2 separate regions of the Hordeum vulgare genome follow, and region 1 is linked to region 2. A link is a contact called in public Hi-C data. All regions are on one chromosome and are shown on one strand. Each heading gives the region's core, a stretch centred on a gene start, on an enhancer-like site or on the middle of the called end of the contact. The rest is flanking DNA. Distances are from core to core; before and after follow the strand shown. Region 1 has its middle 73 kb from the start of LOC123427879. Region 2 has its middle 51 kb from the start of LOC123430850.

Region 1 (6,074 bases), core at 149-2,648, 34 kb after region 2:
GGTTTGTTCAAACGCGTGAACTTTTTGAGAAAATCACGAACATCTTACTGAATTATGAACAAACTTGAAAAAGAAGAACATTTTTTGAAGAGCTGAGCAACTTAGGAAACAGAGCAAAAGTTGGAAAAGCGAAACATTTATTCAAATAGGCAAAAAAATTATGAAAATCACGAACATTTTTTCAGTTTGTAAACATACAATATAATAACAACAGATGAATTTTTCTGAAAATTTCAAAAAAAGTTTGAAAATGCAAAGATTATTTGAAAAATCGCGAACATTTATTGAATTAGTGAATTTTTTTTGAAAAATAGGGATCAATTTTCAACTTCTCAACACTATGAGAAACCCATAGAAAAATTGCGAAAACAAAATTGAAAATCTGAGAAATTTGAGAAACAATAACAAAATTCAGAAAAGACAGGCATTTTTTCAAATAGGTAAAAAAAATAAAAAACATGAACCTTTTTAAAATTTGTACACAAACAATTCTTAAAAAACGAAGATCATTTTCTAAAAATGTGGACAAAATTTAGAAAAATACAAATATTATTTAAAAAATCATGAACATTTTCTGAATGGGTGAACACAATTTGAAAGATGATGAGCAAGTTTCAACTTCTCGACATTTTTAGAAACCCAGACAAATCATGAACTTTTTATGAAAATCATGAACATTTTATGTAATTATGACCAAAATTGAAAAAAAAATCATTTTTTGAACATCTCAGCAATTAAGGAAACCAAGATCAGAAGCTGGAAAAGAAAACAAATTTTCAAATAGGCAAAAAAAATAAAATTACGAATTTTTTTTAGTTTATAAAAGGAGAATTTTAAAAAAGCAAAGAACATTTTTTCAAAATTTAAAAAATATTTAGAAAATGCAAATGTTTTACGAAAAATCATGAACATTGTCTGAGCTTTGGAACGAAATTTGAAAAATGAGGAACAATTTTGAACTTCTCAACATAAAAATAAAAAACTGAAATATTTTCTCAAACATGCGATTTTTTTATGAAAATCATGAACGCTTTATGAAATTATGCAAAAAGTTGAAAAAACAAACATTTTTTCAAATAGGCAAAAATATTTCAAAATCACGAGCATTTTCCAATTTTTAAACAAACAATTTAAAAAAAAAAGATAAACATAAAACAAAGAAAAATGTAAAAAATGAAAATTCTGAAAATCAAGAAATATGTACTTAGAAAAGATCGCAAAACAAAGAAATGAAAAAGTAAACAGAAAAAAACGGTTTTGGGAACAATCTGGTAGGTTCCGAAGACTGGGTGCCTGGCTATGGGGAGTGGACTGTTCCAATTCTCGCGCTAGAGGGGTACGAAAACTCGATAGTTTGAGGCAGTGAGCGTCAAATAGGTTTATCTAAGCAGGTGAGCTCCGATTTGAACCACTCTGCGTCCAACAGCTGGAGCTTCGCACAGAGCAGCCGACTAGCGGCCCTTTCTGGGCTTTCCCGTGTTTTCGTTCCTGGTTGAGCTGTTTCTGTACGTTTGTTCTGTTTCACTGCTGTTTTGGAGGTGGCTACCATTTTGTTGCTGGCTCTCCTATTTGTACTGTTTCGGAGCTGGCTAGTGGTTCTCCTATATATATCTCATCTTAAATACATATGTTTTAAAAAAACATTTACAAGGTAACTGTGGTGGTCTCTACAACAATTGTAAAATTTAAAAAGTTTATTTTACAAATTAAATCAGCTGGCAAATAATTTTTAAATAATGCTAATAATTTTTTTGGAAAACTCACACAAAATTTTGAGTAATTTTATAAACCTAATTCTTTTTTAAACATTTTATAAACCTAATTTTTTTTAAAACATTTTAAAAAAACCTAATTTATAACAAAATTTTATGACAACAAACAAATATTGAATTTCCCATCCATTTTTTCAAAACATGAACATTTCATAAAATGGAGAACCAATTTGAGAGCACGAACAATATTTTCAACCACAAACATTTTTTCAATCTTGATAACAAATTTTAAAAAAGAGAAATTTTTTGAAAAATTCTGAACAAATTTGGAAGCGCGAACAATTTTTTAAAGCATGAACTTTTTTGAATATTAAGAACAAATTATGAAACGGAGGACAATTTTGTGAAATCCTGAACAAATTTGGAAGTGCGAGCAATTTTTTAAAGCACGAACATTTTTTGAATCTTGAGAAGAAATGTTTTAAATAGGAACAATTTTTAAAAATCTTAAACAAATTAAAAAACGCAAACAGTTTTTGAAAACATGATTTTTTTTTGTATCTTGAGAACAAATTTTGAAAAACAAGAGCACTTTTTGAAAAACAAGAAACATTTTCTAAAACAAGAACAGTTTTTAAAAAACCAGAACATTTTTTGAACTTATGAAAAATGTTTTGGAATATTTTTTAGAAGCAAGAATATTTTTCAAAATTTAATAACAATTTGCTAACATGAACTTAGTTTATTTTTTTTAAAGTATGTCGAACATTTTATTAAAACTACCCAACATTTTCTTAAAATACCGAACATTTTTTATATACCGAACATGTTTTTTAAATCTCGAACATTATTTGAGTTTTGAATTTTGTAAAAACGGCAACTATTTGGAATTTATAACGTTGCTTTAAAAGACAAAAAAATTGAATTTAAAGAAACATTTTTGAACATAACTTATTTAAAAAAAGATAAATAACCTTGGAAAAATATAAAAAAAAAGAAAAAGGAAAAGGAAAAGGAAAAAAGAAACAGAAACATAAAAAAGATAAAAGAAAAAAGAAAAAACTGATACTAAAAGAGAACGGTTCTGGGAACGTACAAAAACGGAATTGAAGCAAACGTTAATTGGCCGGCCATATGACATCGCTGGATCGTTCTCCGTATGCGTCCAATAGCATTTTACCGGATATCGTATGGTAATGGAACGGACTCGGATCAGGAACGATCATGTACCACATGCATATGGTAATGGAACGGACTCGGATCAGGAAAGATAGCATTCACAAAATGCTACTCCCTCCGTTCCTAAATATAAGTCTTTTTAAAGGTTTCACTAATAGATTACATACGGATGTATATAGACATAATTTAGATTGTAGATTCACTCATTTTGCTTCGTATGTAGACCCCTAATGAAATCTCTTAAAAGACTTATATTTAAGAACGGAGGAAGTACTTAAGACCGTAAACTTTACTTACAAATCAGATTTCCACATTTGTTGAATTATCCAACAAAAATAACCGATATCCTACAATGCCATATAGTATTTCACCTAGGGGACGAGGGTATATACCAGTAGCTATGTTATCTCTCTCTCTCTCTCGTTCTTGAGATGGCATGATCTTGACGTATCACATACCATGTTAATCTAGTTGGATCATATGATGTTATTCCCTTGCTACCTTGTTGTGATGAATTGACCTTTTCCGTAAAGATCTTGATATGTTGGATTGAATATTTCGATTTGAGAACACTTGATGTATGTCTTGCATGCAGATACCCATGGTGACATTGGGGTATTCAAGTGATTCACTTGATATATGTTATGGCATCAACTTGCAGATTCTGGTAACCTTGGGGATCTATGCATAGGGGTTGATTGCATGCTTTCATATTACGTTCTCCGATAGAAATCTTGGGGTACTCCTTGAAGTTCTTTGTGTTGGATTGAATATGATAGATCTGGAATTAGTTGATGCATATCGCATAATTTACCCACAGATACTTGAGGTGACATTGGATTATCTAGGTGACATTAGGGTTGATTGATAGTATCATGGGTGTTATTCTACTACAAATTCTAGTGATGTTTGTGATAGCCTGACTTATTAGGGATGATAGACTACTCATATCAATAATGAATTCCTTCTTTTTGGGAGCCCATTCGAACAGAATTCCCACGTTAAGCGTGCTTGGCTTGGAGTAGTTCTAGGATGGGTGACCGACTAGGAAGTTGATCCCGGATGCACATGAGTGAGGACAAAGTGTGCAAAAAAAACTAGTATTGATACGTGGGGCCACTCTAGATCCTGTCAGTAGTAACGACCGCCGACGGATGTGTCCGGGGCGTTACACTGTTTGTGACACTTATATGATTAGCTCAGATTGATCAGAAAGAATAACTTTGAGGTGGTTCTACTACCCAAACCAATTTAAATAGGAACTTTGGAGTGATTCTTTCTTGCACATTGAGGGATGATGATATGATTCTATTATGTTAGCATTGTTGAGAGATTGCAATAGCGAAAATATGAACCCTAGGCCTTATTACCAAGCACTTATGTAACATTTTCCTCACTGTTTTACAATTGCTACCTTTTTGTTTTTATATTTTTAGATTACAAAAACATATATCTAGTAACCATACTACACTTGTATCACCATCTCTTTGCCGAACTAGTGCACCTATACAATTTACCATTGCTTTGGATGTGTTGGGGACACAAGAGATTTTTTGTATTTGATTGCAGGGTTTTTGAGAGATACCATCTTCATCCTACACCTCCCACGGATTGATAAATCTTACTCTTGAGGGAAAATTGCTATTGTCCTACAAAACTATGCACTTGGGGGCCCAACATAGTCTACAAGAATAAAGTTGTCTAGTAGACATCAAGCTCTTTTCTAGCGCCGTTGTCGGGGAGGTGAGTGCCTGAAGGTATATATTTACATCTTGGAATTAAATATTTTAGTTTATTGTTTTTCACAAGTTTGGTTTATAAAAGAAAGCTAGAAAAATGGAATTTAGGTTGCCTCATTAGCTTCGTCTCTATAATGTCTTTCGTGAAATTGATGGTTTGTAACATCGTGCTCAATTGTTAGAGGAAGAATTTATGAAAGTGCTTAATGTTAAATCCTTGAATGGTGGGCATGATAGCAATATTGTTGGTATGAATTCTCTGAATATCCATGATGCTAATGATATGCAAAGCCACAAGCTTTGGAATGTTATGTTTGATGAAGATGCTATTTTTATTCCCCCAAGTTTTGATGAGCAAACTTATTATGATGAAATCATGCCTCCTACTTATGATGAATATAGTGATGACATTTATGCTATAAAGAATAAGGATAACCATGAAACTTGTCATCATGATTTTTATTTTCACATGGATTGTATCAATCAAGTATCTCATGATAGTTATTTTGTTGAGTTTGCTCCTACTACTATGAATGATAATAATTTTGCTTGTGTGGGTAGTAATAAAAATTCTATGCTTGTGCATCACGAAAAGAATGTTTTATGTGATAGTTATATTTTTGAATTCCTTCACGATTCTACTCGAAATTATTATGAGGAAGGAACATATGCTTGTAGGAATTGCAATTATATTAAGTCTCCTTCCTATGTGTTCAAAGTTTTGAAGTCATGCTTGTTTTGCCTTCCTATGCAAGTTGATTCTTACTAAGACAAATGTTTGCTTGCAAAATACCTATGCATAGGAAGTAGGTTAGACTTAAATGTACTTTTCATGTGATTAATGATGCTCTCTCGCATATTTCACATACTATCCTTATGTGAGCATCATTAAAATCATCATGCATAGCTAGTAGGCATTAAAGAAAAATGCTTGTTGGGAGACAACCCAATATTTATCCTTCCTGTTTTTTGTGTTCACCTGATTAATCCATTGTATTAATCATGTTTTATGTCTTTTATTTCAATAAGGTGCCAATTAAAGCCTTTGGGATAGTGTGAATACTTGTTTGTTTGAGTCTGTGCAAAAACAGAAACTTTTACATCCAGTGCAGAATTTCTCTGATTTTACTGGAGCGTCAAAAAATTCTGAAAGTTGTACACGGTTTTATATGAAAATTCTCTATGTTTTCCTAATATTTCAGAATTTTTGGAGTCAGGGAAGTATGGTGTCCATTTACATCTTCACAAACTGTTATGTTTTTGACAAATTCTATTTTTCATGCATAGTTTGCTTATTTTAATGTTTCCATACGTTATATTTGGTGATATAAATTCTGGGAATGATAGAATACAGTAGGTATCATGTAAAAAAATAATGAATCTTGTCATGACAGTACCTAAGTGAATGGTCTATCTTTATTACACTAACCCATCTCATGAAGTT
Region 2 (5,881 bases), core at 132-2,631:
AAGAGGAATCACTTATACACGATGCATACTGTAGCGCATATCCATGAAGTAATTGGAGACCAAGAGCGCATCTACACAACATATATGTTATAGTTTATCTGGACAACCGAAACAAAGAGAAATAAAGAAAATAAAGATTCCACGAAGACTTTGTTTGCTGGGAGGCGCCTCACCTAATCATGTCGCCACTTGAAGGTAGCTAGCCACTATTAACACGAGCCAATGAGCGATGATCTCACGCTAATAGTTTAGGGCTCAACGGCATCTTTGCCAGGGTGGAAACCTTTAACAAAATGGTAACTAAAGATAAGCACTACACCTATTAGGGCCAATATTGTATGTATTAGCAGCTATCGCATATGGGCCCCGAATATGTAAAGTGACGGCATCGGACGGCAAATGGGGGTGCAAATGGGAGGATGATAGAAGCTCTTATGCCACAAAGAGTGTTGACCTAACTAAAGGAGTATGTCTAGGAGTATTTTTAAGGGCGAGAAAAAATATTAACCGACCAAGAGTTGCTTGTGCAGTACATATATGATAAACACCCCTTGTGATTGATGATGATTGATTGTCGCCCTTTTCAACTCCATAATCCAGTGGCTTAATCAAATGGTTAATTTGTCATGTCAAATCTATCTCCCCGATCGATCGATCCCCCTCAGTCGTCATATCCAGGTAGATTTCCTTAATCTAGTTTATTCATGGCCCCAGATGTGGCGTTTGATTTCATTTACCAGTAAAAAGTAGTGGTTTGGTATATGGACGTCGATGGATCCATGACTGATTCTCAGCTAGTGGAATCTATGGTCAATAATTAATCAGTAGTCCTGTGCTATGACCTCTCTGAAAATAGCAGCTTACCCAGGACACGATTAACCCCAAAAAATTACCCTAGTTAAGCTCATTTCGATCAACATCGATCGTCTTAGATCTCAGGTACGCACATAGCCACATATAAACAAATAACACAGGGCTAGCTTTGTCGATCATATGCATCCACGGGCACGCAATTACTACTGATTTGACTCTTGGCGCAGGCAGCTCGATCGATCGATCTGCCTGCAGCGAGCAGCCGCCCGCCCTGTCGATCCGGTGCTCACATGCCTGGACTCGTGGAAGATGGATGCTCATATGCATGCGAGCTAGCTCCGGCGAACCAATCATCGCAGTCCCCCGTGCCCGTCGACGGTCGACGGAGGCAGCTGCGGCACGAAGTGGGCCGGGGCGGGCGTACGGGCACGTGACGGCGTGGCCCGCCGGTGACCGGCGCATCGCATATGCGTTCACGTGCGCGCGCGTCCCATCGATCCCAGCCGTGGTCCATGGCTGCCGGCCCTCGAGATATTCGATCGGGAGCTAGTAGCTAGCATTACATGCGTGCGTGCGTGCGTGCAGCATCATGGAGAGGAGGGAGTGGAGTGGAGCTAGCTGGACAGTGAGGCCAGTCACTCACACTGTCGCACGTGCGGCGCGCCCGTCGAGGCGGCCGCATGTGCTTCCACTATCCATGCCTCGCCCCTCCATGTTGGTTGGTTGGTTGCCGGACGTGAGGCGCAGGAAGCGGGCGATCGAGGGCGGCCGGCCGGACGGGCTGACGTACGTCTCGCCACGGACAAGGAATGGTAAAGGTGAACGCTAACCATCCATCCATAGTATGGATGGATCGGTGGTGGTGATTGGACTTCGTTATGGCTGAATATATACTCTTTCCGCCTGCTTGTCGACAGGCTACAGCTTGACACTAGATCGTTGAACATTGATGATGTGTGTTGCTGTGCCTTTCTATTTTTACGATGTAATGGTAGGGACTGCAACAAGTGCATAAGAGCCATATTGTGTCAGCAATCAAAGTTGGAAAATTGAATTGGCAATAAAGCATGGTATTGGTGAATAAACAGAACGTGAATTTTATTTGATCTACAAATATGGTGGTCTTAGGACATCTCTAAGACTGAGCTTCAAACCGCCCGCATCTGTCTAGACCGCGATGTACGAACCGCGAAAGTCATCCAACACATGTATCGGTCTGTCGAGCGGTTCGGACGTATTTTCTCTAGCAAACCCGAGACAAACGTGTGAGACTTTGCGGGAGTCCAGGCATAATACATGTAGGACTCCGACACCCCCGACCCATCCAAAACCCTTTTCGAACCCGCGCCTCCATTCTCCCTATTTTCTTTCCTTCCTTCTTTCTCTCTTGCCTTCGCCGCCGCTCCACCACCCTGGTCACCATGCCACACCTCTGTCGAAACTCTAATTTTCCCTCACCTCCAACGTTCCAGCCGGGCTCGGATGATTGATGTTCATGGATTGCATGGATTTGAAGGTTTCATTTGAGGTATGTGGATGTGCGCTGTCCGGGAGGGTGCCCGGACGTGCACGCGGCGTATAGGGGGTTGGATTTGTCAAGTCTGGCTATAGATGCTCTAAGTGCACGGCCACACTCCGGGCGCTTGCATATGCCACGACCGATGATTGGTGGGATGGGTACCTATGGATGTCTGAGAGCACATAAGGAGACGCCATGGTCAGGTTTGCGACTGTCGTGGTCGAGATGTTTAGACTTCAGTGCCTGAGAGAACCAACTGCTGCAGACACCGATAGGCTCTTGACAATCTAACAAGCAAGAGGGTGGCCAGGTTTGCTGGGATCTCTTGACTCACAATGACATCGATGTGCTGCAGTGATCATCGTTGTTTGCGAGGCTGACTCAAGGGAAAGCTCCTCCTTGACGCTATATTGTGAATGGACATGAGTACAACATGGGCTATTATATGGCTGACGGTATCTATCCTCCGTGGGCTATCTTTTTCAGCACCATCTCTAACCGAGTTGGTCAGAAAAAGTCTCACTTTCCTAAAGACAAGAAGTAGCTAGAAGGATATGAAGAGGGCATTTGGAGTTCTGCAGGCCTGTTTTATAGTTGTTCATGGACTTGATAAACAACTACCAAAAGGGCACGTGCATTGTAACGGAAAAAATATCATAATGTTCAATGATCATGATCACATTTGCTGCACTAATTTTTGAAATCAAGAATATCTTTTTTAAATCATGCACATATTTGCAAACATGATATTTTTTAAATTCATGAACACATTTAGAAATTATTGTACATTTTCTAAAACCAAGCATATTTTTTTAATTCATGAACATTTTATACAGTTTGGAAAAAAAATGTAAGTTGTGAACATTATTTTCAATATTCTTGAATTGGTGAACATTTCAAAATCGAAATAACAAACTTTAAATTGGTGGAACGATTTTTTAAGGTTCGCATACATTTTTTTGGTTTAACGAACATTTTCCTGACTAAACGAACATTTTTTGAAATAAATGATCGTTTTTTGAATCAGCAAAAATCAAATAAATGAATAAAAAAGTGTAAGTCACGAACAGTTTTAAAATTTTCATGATATTTTTTAATTCATGGACTTTTTTTTTAATTGGAGAAATGTTTTTCAATTTCATTAACATTTTTAATAAGCAAAATTTTTAAAAATTGATGAACATTATTTTATTTCACCATCTTTTGTTTTGAAATTTTCGCATTTTTTAGAATAAGCAAATATTTTATTACAAAATCTCGAACATTTTTATTCCAAAGTAATTTATATTTTATTAAAAATTAAATTCAAAATTCTCAAAAAATAGTTTCTAAACTTTTTAAAGTCTCGAATTTTTAAAAGTACAAAGAAACGAAAATAGAAAAGAAAGTAAATAAAATTGAAAAACACCAGGAAATGGGCCGGCCTAAATGGGTGCGCTGAGTCTTCTCATAGCGCGCCGAGCGTAATATAAGAGGTTCCTCCTGCATAGGCGGGCCTAGATGGAGGATTCTCGTGTGTGAAACATTCTTTTATCACTTATAGGTGACATAGGTGGGTAATATTTTGAAAAATTAGGGGTTATTTTCATGACGTACTGTTATAAGCAATAGTCCCTTCATTATTAGGTATAGATGGGATCGAAAAACTTGTGTGAGGTGATGACATGTTGTGTGATCATACACAACATGATTCGTCGAGGATGAAGATGAGGATGCTCGCACGGCTCTAGAATTTGAGAACATATAGGTGATCCTATCGAACTTCCACTCGAGAATCTGGGCACATTTAAACAATTCATTGAAATAAATCAGCAAATTCGACATCAAAAAACTCACGAGTAGCTGAAGGAAAATCTAATTAAGCATCAGTGGACGGTTAAAAGGGATAACAATGTTGGATTGTAAAATTTACACTTTTAAAATGTGAACTAGTATTGCAAGCAGCTATTTTAAACGTTTGGAGATACTCCGGTCTTTCACATCTTTGTTTACGGACTCCTCACATGTCAAGTTTGGTCTACCCGGCCTCCTTTGACATTATCAGCATGTTTTTGCTATCTGGTATGCATTGACGCTGCTAGGGGCCTGCGCTGAGTATGCCCAAACCATGTCAAACAATGTTGAATAAAGTTCTCTTCGATCGGTGCTACCCCAATTCTATCTCGTATATCATTATTCTGGACTTGGTCCTTCCTTGTGTGGCTATACATCTATCTCAAAATGTGCATCTCCTCCACACATAACTGTTGCACATGTCACCTTTTAGTCGGCCAACACTCAGTGGCATACAACATTGCGAGCCGAACTGTTGTCCTATAGAGCATGCCTTTTAGCTTTTGTGGCACTCACTTGTCATAAAAAATGCCTGAAACTCTTGGCGCCACTTCATCCGTGTGGCTTTGATTCGATAGTCCACATATTCATCAATATCCCCATTCTTCTGCAGCATTGACCCCAAATATTGAAAGGTGTCTTTTCTAAGGTACCACCTGCCCATCAAGGCTAACCTCCTCCTTCTACTCATGTCTATTAGTACTCAAACCGCAACTCATATACTTGGTTTTAGTTCTACTAAGTCTAAAATCTTTCGATTCCAAGGTTTGTCTCCATAGATCTAACTTCTTATTGACCCCCGTACGACTATCACCGAATAGCACCACATCATCCGTAAATAGCATAAACCATGAGATATCTCTTTGTGTATCCCTTGTGACCTTATCCATCATCATGACAAAAAGATAAGGGCTCAAGGTTGACCCCTCATGCAGTCCTATTTTAATTGGAAGTCATGAGTGTCACCATCAGTTGTTCTAATACTTGCTAGAACATTATCATACTTATGAGGGTAATATATTTAGAATATTTGGAAGCATAAAGAAAATTAAAACCATAAAACTAAAACAAAAAATGTGATAAAAAGGAAGAAAAAAAATGATGTTTTTGTGTGTGGTCACCCACACATTTGGGCCGGCCCATCTTGCACCTGGCTTCACATGAGGCTGACTTCCGTCTCATAGATGCCCTTCGTCGTGTCGATGGAGCGTCGCCGCTGCTGCTCCTCCCTAAGCCGACCTGTCATAGTTGGATAGGGACGGGAAGTTGTCGAATGGGTCAAGAAGACCACATCCGCCCCGTAGATGAAGAAGGAGGAAGAACCGCTGATGAAGCTCCTTGATGATCCACACAGATCTCCATTGCTAGGACTCTTGAAGAACGACACCACTCCCACAAACTTCTCGACATCACTGTCGAGATGAAATGAAGCCACGAAGACCTTATTGAACAAGACGCCGCCGCCATTACATGGGCATCATACCACCACACTTTAACCCTAAAACCAAGAAAACAGAGCCCTGTTGTCGACGGGGGCCGAGCTCCACCCCGCCTCCATGGCCCGAAAGCCACAGAAGCAAGGCGGATCGGTGGCGCCACTAAAGAGAGGCAAGGGAACCCTAGTTGCTTGTGCATGGCAGAGAAAGGAACGAGAGGACGATACTCGACGAGATTGGTTGTGTCCTTCTCCATCAGCTTTGGGAAGGTTCTAGAACC

Evidence for each region. Hi-C and Micro-C count contacts between places; a contact is called where the count stands out from the background.
Region 1: a contact with region 2 is called in a Hi-C map of leaf, with 2.5 times the contacts expected there. The contact joins two enhancer-like sites. A contact is called at or near these places in 2 of 6 Hi-C or Micro-C datasets (leaf and seedling).

Annotation. Positions count from the first base shown.
Region 1 is chr2H:617,721,418-617,727,491 of MorexV3_pseudomolecules_assembly, forward strand. No RefSeq gene overlaps it. Among protein-coding and RNA genes, the nearest start is that of LOC123427879, 73 kb to the right of the region's middle. Within about 2 kb of position 1,399, at least 2 of the 3 cell types and tissues checked have open chromatin away from gene starts, as enhancers often do. A contact at or near this core is called in leaf, where this site is marked.
Region 2 is chr2H:617,687,255-617,693,135 of MorexV3_pseudomolecules_assembly, forward strand. No RefSeq gene overlaps it. Among protein-coding and RNA genes, the nearest start is that of LOC123430850, 51 kb to the left of the region's middle. Within about 2 kb of position 1,382, at least 3 of the 3 cell types and tissues checked have open chromatin away from gene starts, as enhancers often do. A contact at or near this core is called in leaf, where this site is marked.